3 separate regions of the Zea mays genome follow, and regions 1 and 2 are each linked to region 3. The links are chromatin contacts, called in public Hi-C maps. All regions are on one chromosome and are shown on one strand. The core of a region is the stretch at or near the end of the contact, and the rest is flanking DNA. Distances in the headings are between cores, read along the strand shown. Region 1 holds the start of LOC100285607 (calcium-dependent protein kinase). Region 2 holds the start of LOC103641991. Region 3 has its middle 28 kb from the start of LOC109943058.

Region 1 (4,071 bases), core at 1,255-3,754, 230 kb before region 3:
GTACCTAGAATCTCAAGTGCCAGGCAAGTTGTGCCCTTGATCACTTCTTTTTACCCAGTCATGTTCTAATTAATCATAATGATCTGCATAGGTTAATTTTGATGGGACCCAATAGGTTACCCTAGTTTGACTATCTTTATACCTTGTTCACCACTGGATTTTCGGGTAGTACCTGCTATTGCTTTATGTGGTTTTGGGTATAGAGATACATTTTATTCATGATTATCTTTTATTATCAGTTATTATTTAATGTTCATGATAAGATCATTATGTTAATTGGAACATGGAGAACCACCCGGGAAAACAGTGCTACCACAAGGGTTTAATGGGACGCCCTTGGCTGACTAACTTGGAAAGCTAGTGGGGGACTACCTTACCCGAAAGGGGCAAGGGCAGTAGGGGAGTGGTCAGTGTAGGGAGGTCCTCGGGTTGATTTTGCTGCGATGGCGGTCAGCCGAGGGATTCCTGCATTGGAGCTTCCTATAAACTGTAGCGGGTTTTCTGAAGCTAGTGAAACTTTGTAAAGGCCTCGTAGTGTTACCCTGCCTCGCCTCCTCGGTAGAGGTGTATGGGATTGGCCGTCTCTTGGCAGATGGGTAACATGACTTGTGGGTAAAGACGCGCAAACTCTGCAGAGTGTAAAACTGGTATACTAGCCGTGCTCACGGTCATGAGCAGCTCGGACACTCACAAGATTAAATTATGGAACCTAAACTCAATTTGTCATATGCATTGCATTGCAGGTGAGTTTGTTACTTTTGTTCTACTACTTAATTGGGTTGGTATTTACTTATACTTAGTAATTGCTAATAAAATTTTGACCAACTTTAAAAGCAATGCTCAGCTCTAACCATCCTCTTTGGTAAGCCTTACACTTCATGTGAACTCCCACCTTTGACGAGTTCATGCACATTATTTCCCACAACTTGTTGAGCTATGAACGTATGTGAGCTCACTCTTGCTGTCTCACACCCCCACAGGTCAAGAACAGGTACCGCAGGATGAGGTGCATGCAGGATGCTGTGACGAGTTCGTGAGAGGTCTAGGCCGTCGTCTCCCAGTCAACTTTGGGTTGCTGGACCGTTGTCTCCTTATTATGTAATTATTTATTTATTTTGTACAGAACTCCTGTTATGTAGTAAAGATGTGACATTCGATCCTGTGCCATGATTCATCATATGTGTGAGACTTGGTCCCAGCACACCTGGTGATTATGTTCACGCCCGGGTCTTGATGCCCCGAAACCCGGGTGTGACATATAGATAACGTGACAGCCGTTAATTGAAGCGTGAGCGTGTTTATTACTCCACTCAGATCCAGCAAACTCTCTATTCCATTCCCTATTTAATTCTTAATTTTAAAATCTATTCTATAAACAAAATAATATATAATATAAAACAGTACTTTACATGACCGTTTATAAGGTCAACTGGATATTGCGCCTCAGTACATTAGTCCCTCGCTTCTCAGTCCTCTCCGTTACGTGTTCTTTCGAGCCGGCGGTAGGTACTGAGGGAGCGCGTCCGCGGCCACAGACCAGAATGGCGTAGATGTAGGCTATCTCCAACAACATCCCCTAAATTTCACCTCCTAAAAGAATATTCTTTGTCTTTTACAGATAACTCTAAAAGATTCTGTCATTTATATCTTCACTCTCTCCAACAATATCCTCTATATCTCATCCTCTATATATTTTTATTTTTTATTTAGCAACTGTATTAATTATAATTACTGTTTTATCGTACTCTTTGTATGGATCCCACCCATCTGGAGTCCGCCTCGTACTACTCCCGCGTTGCTAGGCTGCAGCTTCAAAGTGATAGAGGATCCTCCAAACATAGCGTATGAGAGACGACCGGTAAATTTTACAGTTTCATTTAGCGCATGCTGCTGGAGGGATACCAGATACTGTCATCCTCTAAATATGCCGGACAGAACTCTTTACAGAACCTTGTTGGAGAGAGCTTAATACAGTGGAGTAGCAAGGCCCACGAAGTGACGAGGGCCGCGGCAGCGCTCAGCTCTAGCAAGGTTGGGAGGCTGATGGGTCTTAGCCCGGCATGACCCAAGCCTTGTAGGATCATACTTGAGCCACTGGTGAAGCCCGTAAGCGGGCATAATCTGGCTTTTGCACACCGCACCGGGCCTAACGATTCTGCGAGGACCTCGTACCGCCGCAACGCGTCTAGACCATTTCAGACCTCAGCGTGACTCCTCGCAGAATCGTTAGTCCGACGCGCCAGACCATTTCAGACCTCAGTGTGGACACGATAAAACGGCGGAGGAATGACTTGGCTGTGCGCACCAGCTGTTTCTCCATCACCGACACCGAATAAAAATCACCTGAGCCGCCGCACTGTCAGCGTATAAGATAGCGTGATTTTCAGGCGTTCCCTGAATCTTCTTTTCCATCTCGAGGCGGCCAGACAAGGCATAAATCAATCCCTGGATCAAAAGCAAACAGCAAGCTAGCAAAAGGATATGATCCAGCAGCTGAGCATCACGCCAAGCTTTGCAGGCAGCCTTCTTCATATCCTCGTTCTCCATCCTCTGCTCCCAAAAGGAGCTAGCGCTAGCTAGGAAACACACAGAGAGACGAAATAAGCAGCGAGGCAATGGGCAACTGCTTCACCAGGAAGTACGACGAGCACGAGCACGAGCACGAGATACCAATCACCACGGACCCGCCGCGGCGGACGTCGATGCCGGTGTACCGGCCGCCCCGGCCCCGCGATGACAAGACGCGGGAGGTGCCGCTGTACTCGGGCTCGGACCGCCGGCCGTCCTACCGTCCGCCGCGGCTTCCAGTCTTCCCGTCGGGCCCGGGATCGACGGGCCGGCGGCGGCCGCCCACCGGCCAGACGGGCACGGTCCTGGACCGGCACACGGTGGACGTGCGGACGCTGTTCCACCTGGAGCGGAAGCTGGGGAGCGGGCAGTTCGGCACCACGTACCTGTGCACGGAGCGCGCGACGGGGAAAAAGTACGCGTGCAAGTCGGTGTCCAAGCGCAAGCTGGTGCGGCGCGCCGACATCGCGGACATGCGCCGGGAGATCACCATCCTGCAGCACCTCAGCGGGCAGCCCAACGTGGCGGAGTTCAAGGGCGCGTTCGAGGACCGCGACGACGTGCACGTCGTCATGGAGCTCTGCTCCGGCGGCGAGCTCTTCGACCGCATCACCGCCAAGGGGAGCTACTCCGAGCGCCAGGCCGCCGCCGTGTGCCGCGACGTCCTCACCGTCGTCAACGTCTGCCACTTCATGGGGGTCATGCACCGCGACCTCAAGCCCGAGAACTTCCTGCTCGCCAGCCCCGCCGACGACGCGCCGCTCAAGGCCATCGACTTCGGCCTCTCCGTCTTCATCGAAGAAGGTTATTAGCGGCGGCTTGCTTGCTGCTGACATGGCAGCGGCACACAACATGATTTTCTTCCATGCAATGCAATAAATGACGATTGCTAGACAAACGAAACGAGTGCAGGCAAAGTTTACAAGGACTTGGTGGGGAGCGCGTACTACGTGGCGCCCGAGGTGTTGCGCCGGAACTACGGCAGGGAGATCGACGTCTGGAGTGCTGGCGTGATCCTATACATCCTTCTATGCGGGTCGCCGCCTTTCTGGGAAGGTGAAAGTCAGAATCCAAACCATCTTCCGTCCTGACAGACAGACCACACTGGTCGATCGGCTGATGGCAGAATTTGCGTATATATGTCTGAGCAGAAACGCAGAAAGGCATATTTGACGCAATATTGGCCGACGAGCTCGATCTGGTCTCCTCCCCGTGGCCCTCCATATCTGAAAGCGCGAAGGATCTCATTAGAAAAATGCTGAACAGGGACCCTCAGAGGCGCATTACGGCTTCACAGGCCCTAGGTTGCACTCTCTAACTGCCTTTTAATTTCATACAGCGCTTGAGTTAAGACTGAAGATGAAGGTCCATAGTTCATCTGAATGACTTCCATGTGCAGAACATCCATGGCTCAAAGGTGGTGCACCTGACAGGCCTATCGACAGCGCGGTCCTGTCAAGAATGAAGCAGTTCAAGGCGATGAACAAGCTAAAGCAACTTGCA
Region 2 (4,179 bases), core at 362-2,861, 170 kb after region 3:
TCTAACTTGTCTGCCCTCTGCTCTTCTTTTGCCTTACAGAGATGAAATCTGTGATGGAATTATCCAAGAAAACACGGCTTGATCTGTCCGCTTCTGCTGAACCTGTGAAACCGTTGAACAAACATGCAGCTAGAGCTCCTGAGGATAAGCGTGTTGGGAAAGTTCTGTCTGCAGAGAAGAGTTTAGTTCCTCCGACAAGCCTGGGCCTGGCTGGACATTTTGTGCACAATACAGGTGGGGGTGTACCACTCAAGCCTGATAACTCAGACACCGCAGCACATGGGTTACCGGTGAAGATTAGGAAGTGGCCCGGACTAAGTAAGATAACAGGTTTTACAAAGCGACAGGGTGGACTTCCTCAAGGTTCTTATGTCATCGGTGGATCTCCCATTGGCTGGAATTTTCTTGTGTGGCCTGGAAGCAAAGCAGTCTACTATGGTTTGACCAAAGCAGAGTGGTTGGCTCGTCAATCTGCAAATAGAAATTCGAACATGCTGTCCCAGTGATCTAACAGCTACATGGATCGATCTTTAGAAGATAACATAGTATTCCCTAATCCCTAGTTATTGTGATATAAGTAGAACCAAATAGTACATGACGCACCAGGAAGGTAACCTCTGACACCAGAGCATGGTAGCTTGGTAAGGTACTGAGGTATATTGGTTTTGTTGCTCAATAGGGGTAATCAACAGTAAATACTAGATAATAGATATACGGAGAATTTTGGTACTGTAAACTGGATGGGCCGGCCAAGTGTCCATGTTATGTCTTCTGTTCAGAAGTGGATACGAGGAAGAATTTAAACACATGACAGCGCATTAGCGCCGATGCACACTTCAAATCAACTGGTGGAGCTTCTGACTCCCTGCTCTATGTGACTTTGTTCCCGTAATTTCTGTATCTTGCCTGCCTCTCTTTATCTGTGGAGAGACCAGAGAGAATGCTTGTGAAAATTTGTGTTTAGTTGCTTGTTTTTGCAGCTATTGTTCAAGCGCAGAAATGCTAGTGGTATTAGTTTGGCTTTCTACCTTGCCTGTCCTTTTTATTAGTTTGGCTTTCTGCCTTGTTTGTCTTTTTCTTTTGGTCTGATGAGATCTAGATTTTCTAACTTCCATAACCTTGAAACATTTGAGCCCCTTTAGAATGCAGGAATTTTAGAGGAATCATATATAAATTTCACAGAAATCAGTTCATTTTTACGAAAAGCACAGAAAACAGCAAAAAATTCGGCAATCCAACTGAAAACCTCAGGATAAACAGGAGGATCTGTTCGGAATCTGGACGGCCTGAACATCACTTCACTTTTCTAGTCAGAACAAGGGCGTAGGGGACCAAGCCACCAAGGCCCCGCTTCTGTGTCTTCCATTCTTGTCGGAGCGTGCTCCGTTGTTGACGGAAGCAACGCTTTTGGGGCATGGAAACGGGCCTGCAGCGTCCCAACTCGCGATTGGGCCCTCGCAGCACCTGCCAAAACAAGAAAAGCCTAGCCCATGCGCCGTGCGGAGGTTCCACAGACATCTCACGCCTCTGAGGCAGGTCCACGTCAGGCATTTTAACCGGCGCAGGCGAAACGCGCCTATTTAACTGTGCGCCCGCCTCAACCCCTGCCTCCTCCCTGGGCCCTGGCCCCTGTGCTCCCCTTGCCACCGAACGAGAGCCAAAAGCCTCCCGCCCCACGACGCGCCCGCCCCGGCGGCGACGCCCCGGAGGACGTTTCCCGCAGCGACCGGCGACCAAGCCTTGATTGCCTCCGCCCCATGGCTACCCGGGCGCGGGCGTAGCCGCCGCCTCGGCCGCAGCAGGCTCGGTCCGCCCCCCTCGGCGATTTCTGTTCCAGTCGCATCGCGCGACAGCTCGTCGTCCGATTCGGATCCCCGCCACCGCGGCGGAACGAGGCGTCTCCGGTCCCCGAGGTGAGTCCACCGACCGGTGGTGCGAATCCGCCTTGTTTCTATGGTTGCTTTCCCGTGGCGGCGTCCCAGAGTCGCCCCGTATTCTTCGTCCAAACCCTAGATTTGCCATCCTTGTGTCGCGTCTGGGGCGGATTTTGAGCAATTATGTGCCTGCCCCATGAATTGAGCGTCTTCGCCAAGGAATTTTAGGGTCAACCGATCCTGGTTCGATGTGTATTTGGTCCCGATTGTAGGCTTGGTTGGTTCGACGTGGGCATTGTCTGAAAAATTAATGGCGGCCTGTGTAAACTTATGGAAGTTTTCTTGCTCTGATTCAGGGTATTCGGGGAATTTGAGACTGATAAGTCGGGATCCTGTCGATAATGCGGGGCTACGTGTACGAGACCAATGTAAGCTTTGCTTTGTGCACTTAAATTCCGTTTAATTTCGACCAAGTATGACCATTAAAGTTTTTAAAGGCCACAAATCAAATTTTAAATGGATGAAAACTTAGATAGTAAGAAGGTTATGGTAACTTCATTTTTTTATTTGCTCAAATGTGCAAAAATAATGAGTAAAATGCAATTCTGGTCCTTAAACTTGAGTCAATGTGTCAATCCGGTCCATTAACTAATAAAGTATGTCTCTTAAGATCCAATCTTTGTTTGGGTCTATATTACGTCCTAACAGGTTGCTGTGGACAGACCGCAGAAGGGAAGGGAGCCTGCGCTAGTTGCTAATGACGGAGAGCGAGGTAGAGAGCTTGATCTTGGTCTCGGTAAGAGTTGTAGAATGGAGCGCCGCTGTCGAAGTTAAAGCTCGCCATGGAGCGCTCCGTCTGACGAGCTCAACAAGACGTCCCAGTCGAGCGTGCCGTAGAGCTCCCCACTTGCTGCTGATCTGCAGTGTTGAGGGTGTTGACATCAGCGTGCAGGGCGCGAAGGAGCTCCTGGTGATGGTGCAGCTGCTGGTGCGCTGTCGACCCCTTGCTTGCTCCCTTGTCAAGCCCCAGATGTCCAGGAAGGTGGACTCCCTCGTGCTCCCCATGGCGCGGACCCATGTGCAGGGTTGGGGGATGGCGTGGTCGTGGCTGACGGGAAGCGTGGCCTCTACAACCACGAGCGTTGGCCAGCATGCTTTGTCACTGTGCGCCAGTTTGGTGAGGCCCCTGAGCATGGTGGACATCGTGGCCCGGCCTAGACGCGAGGGAGGGGGAAGGTCGATCGACCGATGCAGCTTCGAGCGAATGTCGACAAGGCGACAATGATCACTTGCTTGTTCTTTGGTCTATGTCTCGACACTTGAACCGCTCCCTACGCAGTCTTTTTTCCGTGTTCTGAGTTAGTCGTCGTGGTTTGTTGGACCATGTCACCCTTCTCCCACCTTCCTCCCATGTCGCCACGCCACACTGGGCGCAGAACGCGCGCTCACACACAGCGCGTGGCGTCCCCGCCGACCGCCACGACACGACCACACATGACCCTGACTCACCTATCCCGCGCTCTCCGCCCCACTCCTCACTCGCTCGCTCTCGCACGTGCGTGTGTGCTCTAGCTGCTGGGCCTACATTGTCACCGCTCGGCCAAGCTCATCACCTGGTTGCCTCCCCCGCTCCCCTAACACTCGCATCGGGTTTCGCCCGACCACCATCCGTCCTCCTCGCCAGCTCTAGTCCACTATCGCTGCCTCAAGTAGCCGCCATGCTTGTGCTACCAATCTCTGCCACACCGCGCTGCCGCTCGTGATTCCTCTGCTTCGCGCCACCCCCTCTCGGATCAACGTGTGTGTGATGTCCACCTCGACGCCATCGTTATGGTGCACCATTTCTTGTCCTCCGCCATCACCCAGAAGACCCTCCTAGCAAGAGGTCCTTGCCGCCGGCTAGCCTCACTGTGGCAGGACCTCTTGCCTCCAGCATCGAGACCTCCACCATGGAACTCGCCATGTCGTTGTGCCGCTATAGCGCCCATCTTGTTGTTTGGCTTTGCCTACACCGCTGGGCCCGACCTTGCTGCCGTGCTCTGATCACTCTGTCGTCATCTGCGTTCCCGAGCCTTGAGCCCCGCCGTCGGGGGAAAACAGACCACATCGACTCCCCATTGTGGGGGACATTCCTGACAGCCAACCTGTCGTCGGTGGGCACCGCGGACCCCACATCATCGGCATCCCATGTGAAGCTGTGCTGGTTGACTGAGCTTTACCCTCCTCTGTGTCGGCTTAAGGAAGAAGGGAAAGGTCCTCTACGTGGGCCTCCAGTTGCTCCTTGTGTGCTAGGTTGGTGAGGCCC
Region 3 (4,048 bases), core at 1,456-3,955:
ACTATATATTGGCCTACCCTGTTCATGAGAACTGCACCTACAGTTGAACCAAATTTTTATGGCAAATCCTGAACTAGCTCTGACACTAGAGGAACGTAAAGTATTTTCGGCGGCCAGGTGTCGCCGTAAATAGGGCACATGTCGTTGAAAATAGGCATGTGCCCTATTTTCGGAGGCAACGTCGAAAATAGTGACCGACAAAAATAACCAGGTGGTTAGCAAAAAAGGTGTTATTTTCGGCGACCACTGATACGCCCGCCGAAAATAACCTTATTTTCGGTGGCACAGCCATGACCGCCGAAAATAATTGTGATCGCCGAAAATCTTTTGCAGTGTTGTTGTGTGAATTCCAAATCTGAACTTGCCTCATGTGGATATCCTCAGGGGTGGATCCACAATGTGGGCAAAGTGGGCCATGGCCCCACCTCGATTTTTGGAACTCTTTATACCTACCTTTTGCATATACTATAAAATAAAAATATAAGGTATATGAGACTAAATTAGATAAACACCGGGTCCACCACATCATATCATCGACTAACCCACAAGATCTAGTCCATCATCTTAGGTCACGACCTATATCGACTAAAACACATAATGAGAAAGACATCAACCGCACGTCTGTAGCATCCAACCCCCGCTTAGCGCTCGTCCTAGCGTTGTGCCCACTGCCCAATCGACATGCAATAGTCAGTTCATCATTGTTGGCCGCCCACCCAACCGTCATCGCCAGCTGTCAGGACACCGTGGCTAGCTTGCGGCTCGCCTGCCATTGCCGCCAGCCTATCGTCTAGCCGATAGCCCGTCATAGCCGGCTCGCCTCCACTCGGCCACGACCCCGCATTAGAGTGCAAGCTGCCACAACCACAAGATTGACGGTTTAATAATGTTTTCGATGTTTTTTCTATATAGTTTTGTTCTTTTACTTACATTGATGCTTACCTAATACTTTTTTCTTCTAATTGTAGATTGAATTTTCTATCGATGATTTGGTGTCGCTAAAAGAATTTTCGATATCCATATTATTTTATAATAGTCATGATATTACAACTTAATTTCATGCTATTAACAAGAAACCACTTATAATTTAGCATTTTTTCTTGTGATTTCTCCATTACGGGTTGGCCCCACCTGGACTTTCGTCCTGCGTCCACCACTGGATATCCTAGTGCATAGTAATTTTCATTTGGACTTGGCGCTTGTGTTAGATGTCCCATGCATGGTCAGTAGATCATCTCAACTCTGAAATTCTTGATGGATGGACCACTTACTGCTTCCATTCTAAATTGTAGTTTGCATGTGACATCGCGTTTGTGTGAGATGTCCCAAGCATGGTGATAGTTGTGGATAGTTTATTGACATGAATAGTGGCAATTTCATTTTATTTCCTCTGATTAATATGGTAATTTCTAAACCTTGATAATAAGCTGGAGCCACTTTTTATTGGTCAAATACTAAAATAGATCCATGTTTTTTTTCTTACCCTTAACTTCAACATAATTGTGGCTAGTTAGTTGCCCATACATTGCTACGATTTCTATATATCATATAGATATACCTTACTTAAATGGAATATTTATTTAAACACAATTAGTTTTTTATTTTCAAATTATTAGTATATACATGCACAATATCTATCCTTTGTATAACATAAAAAAATATGAACTGCAGTGGTAGAAGATGGACCCTCTATTGCGAACAACCATTGTTTGAACCCTAGTGTCCTCCATTTTTACCTATTCTCCCAATTTATTTCGCTGACCGCGTGTGGTGGAGGTGAGGACGCACCACGAAACTCACGCTTTAGGGCAGGTAACCCACATAAATAATCCTTATCTTAAGGGCTATTTAATGGAGTAAGTGTAAAAAACACACAAAAGACGTATCTTGGCGAAGAAATGTCTCTAGCACGGTTCTCTAAGTCTAAATACGGCTAAACACATACAACCCATATAAATGAGTCGTATCTTAAGTTCTAATAACTAAGATACAAGGCTATGATACGTTGGGTTATATGAGCAAGTTTTTAGATGTATCTATTGCTTGAAGAAATACGTAGTATCTAGGTTGTATTGCTTGAAGAAATACGTAGTATCTAGGTTGTACATGCGCGTGTAGTGATTTTGCCCTCTCTCTCTCTCTCTTCAGTTTGTGATTTTGCTACCATTTGTCCCTAGTTTAGACAAAATTTGTACGGGAATAATAGTGTCTACCATGTGATGGTTGCCACATATGATTTCTGCGTGAATCTATATGCTAGTTGTGTGGAAATGTTGAAAAAAGTTCGTCAAAGTTCCGTAAAATTTGAAATATACACAAATTCTATCAAGGTGTATTCTTAGTGCACTTTTGAAACCTGTCGAAATACTTGACTGGAAAAAGTAGTAAACTAAAGTTTCTCTCAAAGGCATGGAGACAAATCTGAAATGGCATGTATACCATGCTCATAACAAAATATAAGTAAACTCAATATTCATTTTGGAAAAGTTGGGGAGTTAAGAACACCATTGACTCATGAAAAGAGCTATCTGGGTATTGTACAACATCTTATTTTATTTTTTAACGAAATTAAATCGGACATGTATTCATTGAAAAGAAGTGGATATTAATAAGCAAAAAAACCCGAAGGGGCCACATCAGTACGATCGCTGCAGCCTGTGCTGGGCCTATTGCCCGACAGCTAAATAGGCTGTGTGCATTGCTCTCCCGAAGTCCCGGGCCTCACTCTTTTCGGAGACAGCGACTAGTGGGCCTTGCGCAATTTACTAGCCAGGGCCCAGGTAACATTTAATTGGCACACTGCGAGTCGCAACAGCGCATCGGGTAGATGTCCAGCTCGTGGTGGACCAGTGAAGCTACAGATGTTAGTAGCTTCACCCTCACACATGGACATGGTTCTCCGCATGTGTGCATTTCAATGCAATGTTTTTGCTGCCATCACGGGCTATACGTCTCTTGCAGTCTTGCTACCATCAGAGCCAGTGTAATAATTATCTTATAGGTAATCTAGTCAATTTTTACTGACATAGATTACATTTAGAGGGGAAAAGGAGGAGATACTACAGGAAAATGAAAAACTCCGGACGTTCAAAATAATTTCTTTATTTTTATGACGGTCCGTAAAATTCAAGCATTTTCCTTTAACCTAGGTCTAGTCGATGAAAATAATGAAATTTTCGTTTGGTCACAAATTAAAAATCGACGGAAATAAATAATTAACATCAGCTATATAGAATAGAGCGACTTATCTACATCGTTCTCTCCACTAAACCAATAAAAATTACTAACTTTACGATGTTCCACGCAATTGTGTGCATGTTTGTGTCAGGGATGAAAACGGTAATTCAAACTGTTAGAACAAATTTAATATTTTAAAATAGATATGCATAAAATTTAATGTTGATCTTTTCTTATGTTATCAAGCACATTAGTACACATATGAATAAAATATTACATAAATTGTTTTATGTATTATTTGCTCCCTACAACACGAAACGTTGAAAAAATTACCGAATTTATTTCCGAATCCATACCGAAGTTTATATCTATTATTTGAGAAAATATAGGATGAATTTGAGGTTTACCTTTTATGAATCTTTACAAGCTAGATGTTAAAAACAAGAATACAAATTTGTATTGTATATTATATATCCTACTAGTTAGTTGCTCGTGCGTTGCAACGGTGACTATCATTTGATAAAATGTTAGCAACAATATGTCTAGAACATACAAGAGAAATAGAAATATGAAGTAAAAATTACATGATTACCAACATCAGTAACCTCAGACTGGGACATGGAATAGTAGCAGAAGCAACAATGCCAAACCCTAAACCTTTTATCATTGATTCAGTAGTTAAATCCGCAGACAAATTGTCCATGACTTGAGTGACAAGTAGTACCATCAGATGAAATCTGGAATGGATAAGAAAAACTCGAGTGGTTCATTTATTAAGCTCATGGGAGTTTAGCATAAGATGTATATAGTTTCTCTCTCAAAAAGAAAACCAAAAGAGATCAGTTCTCACATCTATTCTCTACTGTACCAT

What was found. A called contact is a pair of places that touch in the nucleus more often than the background predicts.
Region 1: a Hi-C map of ear shows a contact between it and region 3, with 2.7 times the contacts expected there. The contact joins the promoter of LOC100285607 here to the enhancer-like site in region 3. A contact is called at or near these places in 3 of 25 Hi-C or Micro-C datasets (ear, leaf and tassel).
Region 2: a contact with region 3 is called in a Hi-C map of leaf, with 6 times the contacts expected there. The contact joins the promoter of LOC103641991 here to the enhancer-like site in region 3. A contact is called at or near these places in 3 of 25 Hi-C or Micro-C datasets (ear, leaf and tassel).

What each region holds. Positions count from the first base shown.
Region 1 is chr10:140,922,024-140,926,094 of Zm-B73-REFERENCE-NAM-5.0, forward strand. LOC100285607 (calcium-dependent protein kinase) reads left to right here and starts at 2,505. Exons shown (of 8, transcript NM_001370722.1): 1 at 2,505-3,372; 2 at 3,481-3,624; 3 at 3,720-3,872; 4 at 3,968-4,071. The coding sequence starts at 2,616.
Region 2 is chr10:141,319,921-141,324,099 of Zm-B73-REFERENCE-NAM-5.0, forward strand. LOC103641991 reads left to right here and starts at 1,612. Exons shown (of 13, transcript XR_004853422.1): 1 at 1,612-1,913; 2 at 2,231-2,302. It overlaps LOC100279635, which reads left to right. Exons shown (of 3, transcript NM_001152630.1): 3 at 40-1,022. The coding sequence ends at 506.
Region 3 is chr10:141,149,131-141,153,178 of Zm-B73-REFERENCE-NAM-5.0, forward strand. No RefSeq gene overlaps it. Among protein-coding and RNA genes, the nearest start is that of LOC109943058, 28 kb to the right of the region's middle. Within about 2 kb of position 2,706, at least 17 of the 20 cell types and tissues checked have an H3K27ac peak or open chromatin away from gene starts, as enhancers often do. A contact at or near this core is called in ear, leaf and tassel, where this site is marked.